Regions from separate parts of the Mus musculus genome. Here region 1 is linked to region 2. The links are chromatin contacts, called in public HiChIP or PLAC-seq maps. All regions are on one chromosome and are shown on one strand. The core of a region is the stretch at or near the end of the contact, and the rest is flanking DNA. Distances in the headings are between cores, read along the strand shown. Region 1 overlaps Gm14635 (predicted gene 14635). Region 2 has its middle 66 kb from the start of Gm46687.

Evidence for each region. HiChIP or PLAC-seq counts read pairs in DNA pulled down with a chosen protein or histone mark.
Region 1: a contact with region 2 is called in an H3K27ac HiChIP or PLAC-seq map of trophoblast stem cells, with 11 read pairs. The contact joins two enhancer-like sites. A contact is called at or near these places in 8 of 39 promoter capture datasets (embryonic stem cells, liver, pre-B cells and 1 more), 21 of 484 Hi-C or Micro-C datasets (the AML12 cell line, the G1E-ER4 cell line, the N1E-115 cell line and 7 more), 14 of 115 datasets of contacts at active chromatin or transcription factors (DN3 thymocytes, embryonic stem cells, extraembryonic endoderm stem cells and 3 more) and 2 of 9 other capture datasets (embryonic stem cells and pancreatic islet).

Annotation. Positions count from the first base shown.
Region 1 is chrX:12,339,452-12,345,951 of GRCm38.p6, forward strand. Gm14635 (predicted gene 14635) reads right to left here. Exons shown (of 4, transcript NR_045321.1): 2 at 3,812-3,887; 3 at 2,717-2,853; 4 at 328-1,410. Among named protein-coding and RNA genes, the nearest start is that of Gm14635, 12 kb to the right of the region's middle. Within about 2 kb of position 2,105, at least 21 of the 459 cell types and tissues checked have an H3K27ac peak or open chromatin away from gene starts, as enhancers often do. A contact at or near this core is called in trophoblast stem cells, where this site is marked.
Region 2 is chrX:12,154,975-12,161,493 of GRCm38.p6, forward strand. It overlaps a transcript of Bcor not described here. Among named protein-coding and RNA genes, the nearest start is that of Gm46687, 66 kb to the left of the region's middle. Within about 2 kb of position 1,292, at least 56 of the 459 cell types and tissues checked have an H3K27ac peak or open chromatin away from gene starts, as enhancers often do. A contact at or near this core is called in trophoblast stem cells, where this site is marked.

The DNA of each region.
Region 1 (6,500 bases), core at 855-3,354, 190 kb after region 2:
GTGTCTGTCTGTCTGTCTGTCTATCTGCTTTAGCAGTTTTAGTCACAATATTCCAAATTTGGAATATCTCAAATGCCAATCAAGAAAAAAAAATAAATGAAGGGCTAGGTGATGGTTCGACAGGTAAAGGTGGTTGCCCCCACACCTGATGTCCTGAGTACCATCCCTGGGACTTACATGGTCAAAGGGAGATTCAAGTTCTATTTCTGGGACCTGCATAACAGAAAGAGAGAGCTGACCCCATAGTTTTATGACCTTCGTGTGCACGCCATTGCTCATTTCTGCACCCCCCACCGTGCACACACAAATTGACACCAAAAAGAAGTAAATGGTAAACAAGTGTAAATAATTTAAAAAGAGACATAGGAGCAGACACGGGCATGGTATACAACGTAATCTTACCACCAAAAAGGAGTGAATTATTGAAATGTACAGCAATGTCAAGTACACTAAAAATATTGCCAGCATGGAGATTTGAAGATCCATCCACGCTGTAACACATACCAGCAATTCATTCTTTTGTGAGCTTGGATATTATTTCACACTGTGGCTATAGCCTGCTTTGCTCTCTGTGGAAGAATGCTGACCGCTTCCATACTTCTGCTGTTTGTGAATAAAGCTGCTACCATGCTTTATTTTTTTATTTATTTATTTTTTTATTTTATTCTTTGAGTCCTAGCTCTGACTACCTTCGGGGATGTACGAAAGCAGAGAGTTTCTGGGCCATGGGAACATTACTGCTCTCATCATTTTGCTATATGTTTTATCTCTCACGACGAAAAGGAGACAAGCTCTTGGCTTCTGAGGCAGCTCAGTGGGTAAAGTGCTTGATGCAAATATTTATCTGTTTGTTCTGCTTCTCAGCTCCCGAAACAGTCTCCTGGTCCACTGAGTAGGTGTACACTCTGGAAAGCATGTCTTTCGAGGATCAAAGGCTGTGTTCTGGATGGGGGTGGTTAGAACTGCTCAACCCTCTCAGCTTTTCTTACCTCTTTGCTCTGCTCAGCAGTTAGGTTCCAATTGTACTTATATAGTGTCTCACGTAGCTCAGGCTGGCCTCAGACTTGCTATGTAGCTAAGGATGACCTTGAACTCCTCTTCCTAGTCTGCCTTCTATGAGCTGGGAATCATAGGTGTGTGCTGCCGCGCAGGCTATAATTTTTGAGATGGGAAAAAAATGAGAGGTTCATTTGCAGCAGAGTGCAGCAGAGCTGAGGGAATAATTGGCTATGCAGGGAAAGGAGAGGCCTGCGGGAGCCAGCTGTGCACGGATGGATGAGTGGGGACGGTGTTGGCTGGGACGTGACAGTTCATTCTCAGTGGAAAGTGGGAAGGCAGGCTGGAGGGTGTGGTGGCGGAGGCTGGGGATGGCTTCAGTTTGTTGAATGAGCTAGGAAGCAAGACCGTCATCTGCAAGGAAAGAAAGGGCGGAGGACAAGGAGATGTCAGAGTGTGGAGGAAGTGGGAAGTTGTCACCTAGGAGACTGTCACCAGGGCAATAACTAGCAAGATATAGGCTAATGGCTGAGTAGCATTTAGTTCAAATGAGTGCCATGACCGTTAAGTTAGAGTGGGCCCCAGCAGTGTGTAGGGAATGAGTGTAGGCTGGAGTAGGTGGTAACTAGGGCTGATGGATTCTCCCTAAAGCATACAGAGAGAGCTAAGGAACTGAAGATATCTGCCTAGGGATGATGGGAACAATTCCTTGTGGTGTTTAAGTTGTGTGTGTGTGTGTGGGGGGCAGTGTAAAGGACATCAAGAGGAGGCACTGTGCAAACACTGAGATGGGGGTGGCTTTCAGGGAAGCCAGAGATGGCAAAGCCTGCCAGAGTCTCCTATGATCTCTAGGGGCTGACCTGGGAAGATCAGGGGAGAAAGGGGGAGCTGAAAAGGGAGGCGGCAACTTTGTACCCGTAGATAAACCTAGAACCTTCCTGGCTGAATTCCTGGCTACGTTCCCTGTGTCCCAGAAAACCTTGAGCAGCAATTAAGAGAAAGCCCTGTTCCTTTGTTCTCCTCCAGCTGGGCTCAAGAGGAGGCCCTGGGCTAGCAATCAAGCTAACCACTCACACTCCAAGCCTTCTACCTCATTCCTTTCTCCATCAGATAGCGAGTGGAGTCATCAGAGTTAGAAGCCAGGGCAGCTGGGCCCTGTTATTTATGGAGATAAGAAGGATGGCTCATTCTCCATTTGAAAAAAAAAAAAAACCAAGACCTGCATGGTGATTGGAGAGATCTGAAGTCTGATTTACCAACACCAGACCCTAACCCTTGATCCCAATTCCTGCCCTGCATCACGTAGTCAGAGAAAAACCATCCCCAGCCCCTACCCCAGAGGCAAGCAAGTCAGCAGTGGCTCTTTGCTTCCTGTGATTAATAGGTTGCCCTGGCCTCCCAGGCCTCCTCTTATTTGCCCTGGCCTCCAGGCTTCCCCTTCTGGATTCCAAGCTTCCCCTGCCCCCACAGCCAGGTTGCGTATAGGACTCAGGAATTTCTTGTTAAGGAACTTACAGAGCTACACCCAGGAAAGCTCTGGGGGAGACAATGGATGAGCACCCCCTTTCTTCTTGCTTCTCCTCTTCTTTGCCAATCCTCTTTCTCCTCTCTCTCTCTTCCCCTCCTCCCCTCTTCCTCCCCCTCCTGCTCTCTCTCTTCTTCAGCTTTTGATTCATTTCACATACAGTGTTTTGCCACTGCCTCCTGAGGGGCTACGAACCTTCCAGGGAGACTTCTCAGAGGCTGGCTTCCTGGTTGGAGAGACTGAAATGTGCTAGCAATTGGGTAATCATAGTTGATTGAACTAGAACCCCCAAACAGACATATCATTCACATCAGGCTTCGGTGTTCCAGGCTCTGTTGGAAAGAGAGAAGAGGGCAATCCCTCAGGTGGTTGCCCTTCCAACTCACACATTCATTCCTTAGTTCATTCATTCATTTATTCATCCATTGAATCCTCATTGAGCAGCTACCAGGCTCTAGGTTCTGCTCTAGGCAGCAGGAGTGAAGCCAGGTGGGCTCTCTGTCATTTTGGGCTTGTGTTCCCTGGTTTCCTAGTCTTCTTGGTAAACCCCCTTGAGGTCGGCAGTTATGGTTTCCTTGAGCAGGTATCCCCAGATTTATAAGGGAGCATTCAAGTAATGCCACCCTGAGTTGAAAATAGCTCAAGTTAAAAGTTTGTGCAGGGGCCGGAGGGATTATTCAATGGTTAAGAGGGCGACTCCTCTTCCAGAGGATCTAGGTTCAATACCCAGCCTCCACATGGCAGCTCATAACTATCTGTAGCTCCAATTCCAGGGGATCCAGCACCTTCAAAGATAGGTGGAGGCAAAACACCAATGCACATAAAATAAAGCTTTTGTAAAAGTTTAGTTGTTTGACTAACATGATCAAAGTCCTAAGTTTGAGTCCCAGCATTGTATAAGTGAGACATGGGGACATATGCTTGTAATCTCAAGAGTTGGGAGGTGGAGGCTGGAGGATCAGAAGTTTGAGGCCAGCTCCTGCTCTAGTTGGTTTTCTGTTGCTGTGATAGATATCGTGATCAAAAGCAACCTGTGGAGAAAGGGGTTCATTTAATTGTCCAGTCAATAGTCTATAATGAAGGGCAGTCAGTAAAGGAACCTGGAAGTATGGACCAAAGCTGAACTCATGGAGAAATACTGCCTTCTGGCTCACTCCCCACAGTTTCCTCAGCTTGCTTCATATATAACCCAGGATCACATGACCACGTGTCCAGGTGGCATCTCCAATAGTGGACCGGGCTCTCCCACATCAATCATCAGTTAAGAAAATGCCCCCACAGACTGCTTACCATCCTGATGGAGGCCTTTTGTCAGTTGTGATGTTCTCTTTCGAGTTGACTCTAGCTTGTGCCTCGTTGACAAAATCTAAGTAGTACAGTTACACAGTTAGTTTTAGAGTTCAAGGCCAGCCTGTGATACACCAGGTCTTGTCTCATAACAACAAAAATAACAATAACAGGGGCTGGAGAGATGGCTCAGAGGTTAAGAGAACTGGCTGCTCTTCCAGAGGTCCTGAGTTCAATTCCCAGTAACCACAAGGTGGCTCACAACCATCTGTAATGGGATCTGACACCCTCTTCTGGTGTGTCTGAAGACAGCAACAGTGTTCTCACAAATAAATAAATATTAAAAATAACAATAACAAGCCGGGTGTGGTGGCACACACCTTTAATCCCAGCACTCAGGAGGCAGAGGCAGGCGGATTTCTGAGTTTGAGGCCAGCCTGGTCTACAAAGTGAGCTCCAGGACAGCCAGGGCTACACAGAGAAACCCTGTCTCAAAAAACAAACAAACAAACAAAATAACAATAACAAGCCATCTTACCTACTGCCAATTGTAGCTTAGCCCACTGTATCCCTTTTTTTAAAATTAGATGTTTTCTTTATTTACATTGCAACTGTTATCTCCTTTCCTGGTTCCACCCCCCCCCAAAGCCCCCTATCCCCTCCCCAGTACCCCTGTTCACTAACCCACCCACTCCTGCTTCCTGGTCCTGGCATTCTCCTACACTGGGGCATAGAACCTCCCACAAGGCCATCCTCTGCTACATATACAGCTGGAGCCACGATTCCCACCATGTGTATTCTTTGGTTGGTGGGTTTGTCCCTGGGAGCTCTGGGGGTACTGGTTAGTTCATATTGTTGTTCTTCCTATGGGGCTGCAAGCCCCTTCAACTCTTTGTGTCAGCCCACTGTATCCTAACACTTACATTAACCTAGAGCTGGGCAAAATCCCTGTACAAAAAAACCTGTCCTATAATAAATCATGAATGATCTCATAGACTTTTGTCATGGATCAGTCTGGCCTCCTCGAACACAGAAATCTACCTGCTTCTACCTCCCAAGTGCTGGGATTAAAGGCATGCGCCACCACTGCCCAGCTCTTTCTTTCTTTAAAGATTGATTTATTTATTTTATGTATGTGAGTACACTATTGCTGTCTTCGGGCAGACCAGAAGAGGACATCAGATCTCATTACAGATGGTTGTGAGCCACCATGTGGGTGCTGGGAATTGAACTCAGGACCTCTGGAAGAGCAGTCAGTGCTCTTAACCTCTGAGCCATCTCTCCAGCCCCCTCATGGACTTTTTAAAGGCAGAAAATCCAAATTCAACTATTGAAGCTCACTGTAGCCATATAGCCCTATATCCTAGTGCTCCGGTGGCAGGAGATTGTCAAGAGTTTGAGGCCAGCCTAGCCTCAAACTCTTATAATGACACCTTGTCCTACGCCTCCCAAAAAACAAAAAACAAACAACCCCCCAAAAAACTAAGCCCCCTAATTAGACATCTGAAGTATTATTTCTACAGAGTGGATATAGCTTGTAATTATTATTACTTTTTTAAAATTATGCACAAAGACGGTCTGTGTTTCAATTCCCAGCATCAGGAATGTTCTATGGATAATAGCGGAATGGCCGGAGGAGTGAATGGCTGAATCATCGGGGGCTCTGGCATGAATACTTTAACTGTCACATGATAGGTCTTATCACTTTGTCACAACCTGGTATTAAAGGCAGGTGGCCCTGGGAGGGACCGAGCTCACCTGTGTGCCGTGACAGGGCAGTTCTTTTGAAGGTGGAAGAAGGAATGCGGATGTTTCAGGAAAAGGCATGGAGGCGGCTCTTTAGGGAACAGCAGCAGGCCCTGAGCAGCTGGGAAACACGCCCCAGAGGACAAGAAGGAGGATGCAGGACCTTCTGGTGCTTTCCCCTGCCTGATTGTGCTGATATGGCTGAGAGGAAGGCTCTGGCAGAAGAAAGAGCCCCAGGTTGTTCTTAAAACAAACTCATTCCTAAACTGAACTGCACCTGGCAGAGAATTAGGGCCCCAGAGCTAGCTCCGCCTTCCACACTCATTATAGCTAGGCTACCTCAGGCAAATCACTTATCTCTGCCCTGTGCCTCACTTTCTGCATTTCTTAACCCAGGTCCGGATGATGACCTCAGAGGCCTGTCATGAGGATCATCTAGGTTAGGTGGAGTTAAAGGGACTACATTTAAAAAGAAAAAGAAAAAGGTGACCCCTATTGAAGGTCACTAGGCCAAGCTTGTGTTCAGAGCTATCGCAGTAGATACAGGGACCTCGGCAGCGGGGTACAGGGGTGTCTTACGGTGGGGAGATAAATCAGGTTCAAGCCTGAATGATCTACAGGCAAGAAACGAGGATGGAAAAGAACTAAGAGGTGGCTTCAGGCATAAGCGGGGATCTGGGTACACTGTTAAGAGGATCCTTGCTAATGATGGGTCAGAGCTATCAGACAGCCTTGGAGAAATGGTTGGTAATGAAAGTCCCTTCAGATACTGGGGAATGTTAGATACCAAGGGTGGAAGGGTCCCCCCCCCCCTCCAGTGTTAGGGATGGAGCCCAGAACCTGTGTTTGCTAGGCAGTGCTTTGTGATTATGCTACACTTCCAGACCAAAGGGTGGGGTGTTTCTCAGTCCATTTTATATTTATAAACAAGTACACAGATGGGCTG
Region 2 (6,519 bases), core at 42-2,541:
TATGGACCTGTGAGTCCAGTTAATCCCAGGAGGCGAGGAAGGATCAGCCCGGGGTGTGGGAATCCTGTGTTTAGGTTATCCTTATGGGACTTTGGGGGGGGGGGGACACTTAGTGACTTTGGCAATATAATGTGCCCTCTCTCCATGAAACTCGAGATTTGAACCAACGAGGAAGGAAACAGGACAGGCCCCCATCGAGGTGTGGCCTGGGGAGGAGGGGTACACTCTGGGACCACAGTGAACTTGGTAGGCAAAGTCGAGAGCACAGTTGTGTGAGCCAGTCCCCCACCCCAACCCCCGGCCCTGACTTTATCTTTCTAGCCTGTGGAAAGCGAGAGAGCCGCGACCCGGGAAGGAGCCTTAAAGAAACATTCAGGAGCGACTCGCGACTGGAAGATGGCAGCGGCTCCCCTGGGTTTCAAGGTTCCAAAAAAGGTGTTCTGCCTTGAGGAGTGAGGACTCCTGCTCCGCCCCCCCTCTGACAGTCTCTCCCAGGGTCCCCAAACCACTAAGCCCCCAAGTGCGCCTAGGCCGCTCAGCCTCTCCAGAACACGTAGGGATGTCACACTGTGGTCCACATAAGCTGTGCGGTGCAAACCTACTAGTCCTCTTGGGAGATAGGATTTACTCTCCCGTCCCCAAATTCAGACACAGGCTAAGGTCTCCTATTTTTACTCCTGTGTCTCTCGGAAGCACGGGTAGAATCGATCCTCTCTAGCAGCTGCCACTTCTCGGGGGACAAGGGAGTCCATAGGCCTGGCTGTGCGCCCCAGGCTTTAACAGCGTGTGCACTTATGCGGGCTGGGGGGGGGGGGGAGGGGCACAGCCTTCCCCACCTGGACTCTTCGAAGCAAACAATCGCCGCGAGCTTTCGAAGCACCAGAGCGAGCCAGGAAGAGGAAGGGAAAGTGGAGGCCTGGAGCGCGCTTGGAAAGCGTGTTTGTGCGCGCGCTCGGGGGAATAGGGAGCTGGTGGTAATCGGGCTGGATTGAGGGCAAACAACCGGATCCAGCCGTCCCAACTGGGCTCTCCAGCTCCAAGCAGGGGAGCTTAGCTCAGGGCTGGCGCCTCAAGTGGAGAGAAGACCGGAGCTTCTGGAGGCGCCACTGGGCATCTAGCCAGACCCACCGGAGGAGCCTAGGGGCGCGCCTGGAGACGGGGGACCTGCACGAACCAGTCACCACCGCGGGTGGCCGTTTACCTAAGCCTCACAGGACCACTGAAGATAGGCGATAAGGAGTTCCTGAGCAATCGGCTACCCCCAGGCCCTAGTCACCTCCGGCGGACGTGACTGCCGGATGCTATGCGGCTAGGTGGGCTAGGGGCCTTTGCACTGTCTCCCTTGGCCCTTTCTGTGCTGCAGAGTCACGAGTCACAGTAGATTCTGTTACCTAAGTCTGGAGTTTTCCTTGCGCCGGCGGGGGGGGGGGGGCAGCCAAAGATGTTGGGCATCTTAAGCCACAAAATTTTGGGAGGGTTGGGAGGGAGGTTTTTTCCCTTAGGGGGGGAAAACCCTTAAATCACACAGGCTACAGCGTGGGAGAGGCCACACGGCCCTCTTAGGGCTTTGGGCAAGCTGCTTAACAGTTCTGGACCCCAGGGGCGACACAATTAAGGCAAGGAAAGCAGTCTTAGTGTCCACCTCATAATAGAGTTGGTCAGAGGAGAATAGGCTTCCTGTGTGTAGACCACGCCAGTGCCACATATGCTTGCTAGGGTATTATTGTATTCCCTTCCTATGGGTAAAGGGGGGGGGGGCACTCTCCCCCGAAGTTAAAGTTACCCCAGGTCTCTCGGGAGGCATGTTTGGGCAAAGTGGAGAGTACGTTCACTGTTTTTGTCCACAAGATAGTTAAAGCAAAAATGGCCTCAAACTATCTCTTGACTCCTTAACCTTAAAGGCCTGACTTGGTGGTGTGAAAGAGTAGCTTCCCCCAGCCCTTACAGTCTCACGCTGGATCCCAGGTGGGCCTGGGCTTTAAGGCAATCCTCTGCTTCAGTTTCCCGAGTGCTAGAACTGTAAGGAAGAGCTAGCCAAGCCTGGGGACTGGGCTCTCTGCTGGCATTCATTTCGTTTGGATTACTGTCAAGTTCCAGGCAGGGATCAGACACCGCATCTTTACACTCTCCCCGCGGTCTTGAAGGACACAGCAGGGGTCTTTCAGAAATACTCTCCTAGCCCACCTTTGTTCAAGGTGATTTTTCAAGACGCGATTCCAAGCTACCTCGTTCTTGGTGAGGCTGGGTGAAAGGAAAGTCCTCTGCCATTAGTGGACTACATTTTACTGACACCCAAATATAAATAATGTTCATGTGAACAGGATTGGTCAGATTCCTATCTAGGAAAGGCTCTCCTTACTGTCTGGCACGGTAGGGAGATGTGTGCAGGCAGCAAAGAAGGGTCTGAAGGGTCCAATACAACTCATAACATGAGGCCGCTTTTTTTTTTTCTTTCTCAAAGACAAGACATTTCTCCTAAGTGGCTACCGGCGGTAGACTAATCACTTAAATGTGCTGGCGATGGGCTGTGGCTCTTAGTAGATCCTTATCTGAGCTGTGAATGCCAGGCTGCCAGCCCCGCGAAAGACAAAGAACACAGACGCTTCTACGGTTCGCTCCTTAGAGCCTGGGTCACCTCTGGAGCTTGCCCTGTACAGTCTCTATCTACCCCCGCCCCCTCCAAGCTGTGACTGATCTGCCTCTGAAACAAATTCCTCAGACTCAAAGCAGAATTCCAGTTCTCGAGCGCCACCCGGAGAGTTCACATCTCCCCTCCTCGGAGGCCGCGTGGTGCGCAAGTGAGAGTCCGAGGGCGGCGGCCTTGGCAGCAGCATAGTTCTGTGGCCTCCTCCTGCCCGCACCCGGCACGTACTCAGGAAAAGAAAGGCAAGAGAGAAACGTGGGTTGTAAGAGCTAAGTACAAACAACCTTGCAGGAGTGTGCAAGGAAGAGTAAGCAGCATCAAGTAGAAACTACAACTAAAATAGTCTCTTCGAGTTCTATTAATCAAAGATTTCTCGAAGGTGCAGCGTAACGGGGACTCTTTTACCTTAGGACACATTGTACCAAGATGATTGGGTTCAGGTCAGAACCTCCAGAAGACATGTCTCATGATAAGTAGACAGCAAGGTTCGCATCTACAGACTAACCTGTTTTCGTCTTATTTTTAACTGAATCAGTGTATTTGATTGTGGGGGAGGGAATGTCGCTTGAAATACACACGATGGATCCATATTTAACTGGGATAAGTTCCCGTAGCTGTCTAACCACATTTGTTTGGTCCCTGTGAGAATCCACGTTTTCTAGCCTCAAGAGGGGCAGGCGGCCCTCATGGCTCCTCCCCCGGCGGTTTCCTGGCGAGGCGCCCATCCTCCCCTAGCACCGGGAACAGAGACAGCCACATTAATACTCCCGGGCAGCCTGTTCTGACCTATACTGTCATTTTTTCCATCGGTCAGGATCAGGCTGGGGTGGGGGTAGCGCTCTTCCGAGGGGCTTTGCACGGATCGTTGGGTTTTCCCCGGCGAACTTAACACGGAGGCGAAGGGGGCAGATGGAAACCAGGCCTCGGCTGGCCGGGCGCGTAAGCGCCGCACTCGGCAGCTCGACGCAAAGCCAGGGCTGGATTTTCGAGGCCCGGGCCCGGCGGCTTTCCGAGGCCGGCGAGATCCTCTCTCTCCTGGCTGAGCTAACACGGTCTCCTAATTCCGCCCCCGGAGACAGCAGCTGTGCGGCGAGAGGGAAGGGTGGGGGGGAACCCACAACTTTCCCACCAGAAGAGTGAGTGGCGAACAGGAGTGATGAAGGCCCACCCCGATTCCGTGCACGTAGCGGCACGGCATCTAATCAGTGTCACTGCCAGAAATGCGCTTCCGTGCAGGGCGACACCCCCGCCCCTGCCAACCTGCAGGGGTGCGGGGGGGGGATGCAAATGGCGTCTCTTGTTGTCCCAGACATTGCTCAGCACCCGCTGTCGCAACCATAAACAGACGCTACAGTGGCCTGAGGTGTAGTGTCTGGAAGGAACACCAACACGCGGGGACCCGGGTGTCCCTCGCGCTCCAGGGTCATAGTTAAAGGAACTAATGCACCAGTCCTAGCTTCGAGACTATTCCCTCCTCCCTCACCTCCGGAAGAGCCACCCTTCCTCAACTGGGCTGTGTGGGGAGGAGTACAGGAAACTTTGCAAGACAACTGTTCTGTGCCTTCGTGAGAGGAACGGGGGTGGCTTTCTCGTCCCAGGCTAGCCCACACTACTACACTCTTTCCAAGCCTCAGATCTGAGCATCGTGGACTCCCCTAGAAAGAGGAGTATATTCCAGGGCACTGGAGGCTGAGAGCGACACCAAAGTTCCTAAGGGTTCTTGGCAGGTGACCAAGTTTGTGTCCCTAACCCTCCCACGCAAGAGTATTACGCGCCACTTTGTGCACGTGTACGGCCCAATCCACCCGGCCGCGAAGCCATCACAGGCTTCAGTGGTGCAGGTGGTTTCTCTCCAGTATCCCCCATCAACCCCCATAACACTCCCGAGGAGGCCCAAAGTGGCTAGCTCGCTCTCTCTCTCTCTCTCTCTCTCTCTCTCTCTCTCTCTCTCTCTCTCTCCCCCCCCCCCCCCCGGGGAAGGGTGTGAATTCGTGCGCGCCACTGACTCACATCTTGCTAAGCCACCTCTGTCGCCCTCGGACTGGGGTACCCTGCAGGATGCACCCTCCCCCAAGCGTAGTGGGGGCGCCCCTGGGACTCAGGCAAGGATGGCTGTTCCAGCCGTTCCGGGATTTGCCTCAGAGAAGAAAACAAGGCCGATGACTGCAAGAGCGGCGCCTCCCTGTTCGGGTCTCAGCCACTCCCGCAATCTCCGCGTGGATCAAGCTCTTGCTAGGAGGGAGCCCCGCTGGCGTCCCTCTGCCCCCCAACTGCCCCCCCCCGCCATCGTCCTCCTCTCGCCCGCGCCGCACCACGCGGAGCTCGGAGCGCCCTGACTCCCACACCACCCCCTGCATAACGCGCTCGCCTCCGGGGCTCGAGCTCCGGGTTCCCCACGTTCCCGGAGCTCCGACTACCGGGCTTCCACCTTGGGCTGTGAAAGCCGCCGCCCCGCGCCACCCTCGCCCCGCCGGGCCCTTGTCTTAGCCCGGCTCCCCGGGCAGCTGCACGGCCACCGCCGCACGTGACCCGCCCCCGTCGCGGCTTCCGCTGAGCTGCCTGTTCCGGAGCACAATTTCTGCTCTGACGCGGGGTCTCTCGGGCCCTGGCGTCCTCTCCTCCCTGCCCCCCCCCCCTTCCGGGTACGAGAACTCAAAACAACTCTCTGACCTTCGGGGGGGACTAGCTCCGAGTTCCACCGACTCCGGCATTCCGTTCAAACCCAGCAGCCTCGGCTTCTAAGATTTCACTCCGCGCCTGGCTGGGAGGAGGGGGTGATGTCTCCGGGAGGGGGTGTCTCAGATCGAAAGAGCCACTTCACGCTCTTTCCCTTTCTCCGAAGTGAGTTTGGAGACTATCCGGCGGCCCTGGGGAAACCCGAGTAGCCGCGCGCAAAGGACCCCTCCCTCTGCACACTCCGCCTTGTCTACCGTGACCCGATTTCCAGGGTCAGCGGCAGAGGGCCTGCCTGGCCAGCTTCAGAAATAGCACCAAGCAGGGGTCTGTGGACCGGGGAGTCCTGGGGTGAGAGAACTGTGCTAATACTGATGCCTCTCACTCTCATGCTCTGTGCTAGGTAGGGCCTTGGTTGGCAGAGCGGGAAACTGAGGCACAGAGAAAAGTAATTATATCGCTGGTTCAATTGCCCTGCAAGTTATGTGAGAATGTGAACCCAAGTCTCTCAAAGTGTAGGTAGGTTGGTTAAACAGCCTGTAGCAGCAGTCACCTTGTCCAAAGAACAGATACATCTGGAAAACCTGGCGTTCAGTTGATGCCCATATATTTGCATAGAGTACTGTGGTTAGCATATAGTATGTAGAAAATGAGTGTCTGAACAAATGATTGACAAGTGGCAAGTAAGTTTACAGAAAGCGCTAACCATTGTTCACCCGAAGAGGATTGTCTTGGTTGAATACAACCTATAGCTTTTCCTGCTTTCTAGTTTTCTTTTTCTGTCTTTCTTTTGTCTCTCTTTTTGAATGTTTCCAGATAACAGGAAACCTTATTCAAACATATATTAACCTCCCATCCCTACCCTTGCCTCCACCTCTACCCTAGTCAGTCATCCCTGCAAGCAATTGAAGGCACATTTTAAAAAACTGCTGCTGCTTGATCTTTCTCTCTCTCTCTCTCTCTCTCTCTCTCTCTCTCTCTCTCTCTCACACACACACACACACACACACACACACACACAGACACACACACAGACACACAGACACCCCTTATTATTTCCTGTATAGATACTCCATGCTGAGAGACAGGCTAAACAAGATTCATTGACCTCCCTTCTAGTAGGGGCGGAGCTGGGGAATCCACTTAAGTGTTGCAGTTCTGTGGCTAGTTTTTGGTTTTATGAGGCTGCCTCACTCTATATG